Regions from separate parts of the Bombyx mori genome. Here region 1 is linked to region 2. The links are chromatin contacts, called in public Hi-C maps. All regions are on one chromosome and are shown on one strand. The core of a region is the stretch at or near the end of the contact, and the rest is flanking DNA. Distances in the headings are between cores, read along the strand shown. Region 1 has its middle 66 kb from the start of LOC134201575. Region 2 has its middle 25 kb from the start of LOC134201575.

Evidence for each region. Hi-C and Micro-C count contacts between places; a contact is called where the count stands out from the background.
Region 1: a contact with region 2 is called in a Hi-C map of posterior silk gland, with 3 times the contacts expected there. The contact joins two enhancer-like sites. A contact is called at or near these places in 4 of 7 Hi-C or Micro-C datasets (middle silk gland, midgut, posterior silk gland and 1 more).

The regions. Positions count from the first base shown.
Region 1 is chr28:2,408,988-2,411,687 of ASM3026992v2, reverse strand. No RefSeq gene overlaps it. Among protein-coding and RNA genes, the nearest start is that of LOC134201575, 66 kb to the right of the region's middle. Within about 2 kb of position 1,442, at least 4 of the 8 cell types and tissues checked have open chromatin away from gene starts, as enhancers often do.
Region 2 is chr28:2,367,156-2,369,855 of ASM3026992v2, reverse strand. No RefSeq gene overlaps it. Among protein-coding and RNA genes, the nearest start is that of LOC134201575, 25 kb to the right of the region's middle. Within about 2 kb of position 1,260, at least 7 of the 8 cell types and tissues checked have open chromatin away from gene starts, as enhancers often do.

The DNA of each region.
Region 1 (2,700 bases), core at 193-2,692, 42 kb before region 2:
AAAAAAAAAAAAGCCTTTCACCTCTCAATATAATTTTTTTTACTGTCTATTTTTTAACTAACTAACTAATTACCTAAAGCTATGTTCCTACCTAACAACTAAATAGTGCCCTATCGTAAAAACTCTATTGTCCCCATAAGTAACATGATTCACCCTAAAGCCAAGGTAAATCGGGTTTTGAATTTTTGTGTTAGATTTGGAAAGGGTCCTGATTCCCCCCAATCTACGGTATATATTTTGTGTGCCAATAGTACCAAGAAATTTTGAATTTTAATGTATTTTTTGAAGTTATACTTCTTTAGGCGCGTTATGAAAAGTTGATGAGAGTGAAATTTTACGATGCGTGCGCACCGTGACACAAAATTAACAGAATGAAGTTGCCCACTAAATCGCTCATTACAATACGACCGACGTAACTTGGCGAGTCTGAATATACCCACAGGTGAACTTTCGCGCCTGTACACTCGTAAAAAAAAGTGTTATTAGCATTCATTTTTTTAGTAATATAAATGACAAAATTATTCTTTAATATATTATTAAATTATTAACGTTCAATATTTATTATTAATTATTTAATATTAAAAAAATAAAGTATAACTTCTTACGCGCGTACATAACTACACGCACCCTTTTTTTTTAAATTCCACGACGCAGCTTATTAAAATTAATCAATAGCACGATACCATTATAAATTTGTTTCCTTCAAATTCTCCGCGATTCTAATGTCGTAACGAAGTTGACTGACTGAAACATTAACACGCTAATCTAGATAAAAATATTGATTATCCGTCCCGCAAATCAGTATTATTTTCCGATAGCTCAAATTGAATTGAACGTTGTTTTAAGCGTCATTATAATTTCGGTAAATTAAATAAACAATGGATTTTATCGTGCTGATATTGCCTTTCGTTTTTCTAATAGTGATATACGCTTTGACCTGTATCTGCTTGCACTGCTGCGAACTGTATCGTGAGTAAAAAGTTCTATATTTTGCTTAAATTTCGATTAAAATATTACATTAATAAAACGTGTTATTGTTGCAATCGGTCAATATGAATGCTGTTGTGAGACAAACCTTTTTTTTCTTTTTCCGTTGGACATTTTGATAAAACATAAATTTTAAACCTTTTCAAGATGGCTTGACATTGAAATCCAACTTAATTCGTGATTATGTTTCAAAGATAGTAGTAAACACAGGTAGGTATTTAAATTAATTTATATATGTATCAATTTGAAATAAAACTTTGCGTGATATAAATTCTTTATAATGATATTTGTTTTGTTAATCTAAATATTATAACACAGTAATAGTATTTTATTCTTTTAATTATTAATGATAACGGAAATGAGTCATTGCTGGAAACTAAAGAGGTGTTGGAAGTGAAAAAGTAGCAAAAGCGCCATCTGTTGTTAATTTTAAGAACTTTACTAGTGTCACCTATCGTTGAGTAGCTATCTCCACAATCCATTTTTATATTTTAAGTCAATTTGAACTGAATAATATTTTTTAAGTTACTAGGAAATAAAAATGAGTAGAGGACGCATTTAAAGATGTAATTTAATGTTCATCGCGAAAGTCATTACTGGTAGTAGGACGTCTTATGAGTCCGCACGAGTGGGGCAGCCGTTGTAACTATACTGAGGGCTTAGAACTCATATCTTAAGGTGGGTAGCGATGTCGATGAGCTCCGATAACCACTTAACATCATGTGGGCCGTGAGCTCGTCCACCCAGCTAAGAAATAAAAAAATAAAAAAGAATGTGTGAAAAAAATGTCAAATACGTATTTCATCAGACAAGTTGGTAACGTTAGTGGGATTCGAACACTGACACAGCCGCATCGCTCGATACGAACGCACCGGGCGTCTTATCCTTTAAGCCACGACGACTTGATCGCTAAAGGTATCATGAAAATTTTAACGTGTGTAGTACATTCTTGTTCTTTCGCTGGTAGATTAAACAAGAAATTGGTATCGACGCTTGAAAGGCAAACGTGACTAAGCGACAATGCGTGAATTTTACAGTAGACTAATTTAAAATTGAAATACCTGAAAACAAAATTTATTTTAACGGTATCTAGCTGTAGTAGAATCTAGCTAGTAGCTGTAGGATTGAAATGATTTTAATAGATCTAGAAATATATATTTTTTGCGCATCGAATATGGTTATTGCCTATCATTTATGTACAAAGCAGTTATTGTCGCTTAGTCACGTTTGCCTTTCAAGCGTCGATATAAAGTACAAGATTTTCTCGACCCCGGGATGCGGGATGAGCTTAAATCGAATTTCGGTAGGCGAAAAAGAAAACAGCCACTAATGAAGCAAAGAAGATTAATCAAAAACCTAATCGTATTTAAAAGGACATGGGCGTGTTATCTGGATAAAAAAAAAAAAAAAAAAAAAAACAGAATTAATATCAAGAGAATCCCCTGATAAAGGCATTATAAAAATAACTTGCCCGCGTGACTCACGTAATAGTTCCGATATTATTGTCCGTGCCTAATTACGTGCGTAAAATTTCGTAATTTTGTTTTTAATTTTAATAATGGATTCCTTGATTATGACGATACCGTTTCTCATATTGGTGCTCATTTACGCCGCGAGCTGGATCTGCGACCGGAGCTGTGAGTAGATTTGATAATGTATTTTTAGTTTTTATTTATTTTTGTTATCATGTTTATATTTTTTCCGGAATGTTTT
Region 2 (2,700 bases), core at 11-2,510:
GAAGGCTACGGCATAATGATGATGAATGATACTACCCGATCCTGTAGACCGAATGGTAAACAGTCGACGTCGCCCTAAACACGTCATTACGGATCCTCCCGATCCATTAACGGTGCTTTTAGGTACCACAAGCACCGGTCACCGTCCCCGTCGAACCCATCCCTTGCGACGAAGGGCTTGACGAGCGAATTAACCCATAGACACAGCCCACTGAGTTTATCGCCGGATCTTCTCAGTGGGTCACGTTTCCGATCCGGTGGTAGATTCTGCGAAGCACGGCTCTTACTAGGGCCAGTGCTTTAGCAACGTCCTCAGATTAGAGCCCCGCGAGCTCACCAACTCGTTCGGAGAATCTAGTATGACCCCTCGACGTCACTAGAATAGGTCATCATCATTCTTTCCTATTACCTTCTGCTGGGGTGTAGGGCTCGAATCAAATCCTTTCATTTACATCGGTCTTGGCCAGTCTGTTCTAGGTCCTCCCACGTCAAGACGCCCAGCTCCTGCTCCACCGAGCGACGCTAAGCAGTTCTGAACTAGAATAGGTAGGAAAAAAAATTAATGTAATCTACTATTAGTAGCTTACTATTATGTAGCTTATTATTTACGAGGTATTTTTCTTTCCTACCTAAGCTGATAGCCTTGAGTCAGCGTAGCCTTAACTAGTAAGTGAACTCACGGGGCTCAAACCTGATGACGTTGCTAACACGAACCCTAGCAAGAGCCGTGCTTCGCAGAATCTACCACCGGATCGGAAAAGCGACCCACTGAGAAGATCCGGCGAGAAACTCAGTAGGCTGTGTCTGTGGGTTAATTTACTCGTCGAGCCCTTCGTCGCAAGCGACGGGTTCGACTAGTACGATGATCGGGATTACGAGGTAACGTGAACTAGTTCTATATATATTCCACACACGGCTTGGCCGAAAATTGGCGCCACTAGTCGATGAAAATCCAACGCTGCTCTCTCTCTCTCTTTTCACTCATTTTTTTAGTTTCTTTCAAATTACACCAACCTTATGAAAGCTAATAAACGCTGATTCATATGGCCTTCCTTATTTCTAAAAACTCCCTATCTACACGTCGCGCCATCAACGATTGTTAATGCGATTAACGAACAATATCCTACAACAAAGCAATTGTAAATTATACTTTTCCTCGCTAATTTACTGGAGTTTATCGTTGCGTTGATAATTCTGCGATTCCGCCCATGGATGGCAGTTGTACGACAGTTGTGAGTTAGTTCGGCGGCTTGAGGTCCGCAACTGAACAATAATAATATTATTATGCATTACGAATTGTTGATTGTGGGCTTGTTTATGACCGTGGCTGTTGTTTACGCGTCGCATTTTTGCTGGAGGAGACGTGAGTAATGTTACGATTTTAATTTAACTTGTACAAATAAACATAATTTGATAAGACTGTAATTGTATGTTTTCGTATTTCGACGATTTAGGAACGTTTACAAGTATCGTATCTCTTCGGATTCTTCTCAGTTTTAATTAGTCATGAAGTTTGATCATTTTTCGGATATGCTACTTTAATTGGGTTGAAAAATGGTCAATTCCATTATTGAATGGGTAGACTTGAGACTATATTGCTTATATTTTCAACATATTCTCAAATACAACCGAAATCACATTAATGCGTTCGTGTGTATGCATGATTTGATAGCGAAAAGTTTTGACCAATGCTTTTACCATCACCTCTAAGGTGGCTTGGCGATGCCTTGCGCCATCTAGTGCCTAGTAGGGGAGGTGGTCATTCATAACATAACGTATTTCACTGTATCTCACTCTGGATCTCTTGTTACTCATAATTCGTAGATGCGGCCAGTATATGCAAGCCCCTATGAACTGCTTTCACATAACTTTTATTAACGTAAAATTAAAAATATTGTAAATTTTATTAACAGTACATAGTTTGTTAATAAGCAGGCCAACGAATATTTTAACATTTCACAAATAGGGTTCAGTAATGACAGCAATGGCAAAGTGCTTTGTCGTTAGTTTTTTATCTTTATTCGTCACAACTTCTGTTATTAATTTTTTACTATTGTAAAATGCAGAACACAGAAAGGAAAAGAAATTAAAAACAATTCATTATAAAAACGACACGATGACAAACGAAAGGTAAATGTTGTGAACGTCTTCAATGAGGTTGGAATGAATTTTAGATAATTCGAATGAACTTATTATAGATTCGTAAAGCTATTAAAATTTAGTTATTTACGAATACGCCATCTAGCGCTGAGTATTTGAACTCCAAGAAAAGAGTGAATTTAGCGACATCTATGAGCAACTTGTAGACAATTTCCAAAATAAATTATATTATTTGTCGATTCATTGCAGGAATCATAATAAAATAAATAAAATTATTAGACGATTTTTTTATTAGCAGGTGTACTAAAAAAAATGGCTATGGGTTTCAGTAACAGCCGAGGCTCACTTCATTTAAGCAATAAAAATAAAAGGTTTTTTTATCATCGATCTCACACTAGTCTACAGCAGTATAAGTAGTAAATCCTTAATGTCATTATAAAAAAATAACAAATCATCATTAATCACGTAAAGAGTTACTTATTAATGAAATTTAGACTGAATCAAATACAAACAATAGCATTTTGATAATACGATAAGTAAGGAAGTTTATAATTAGTAATTTATAAATCTTTAATCATCATTGAAGTACACAGTTTTTTAT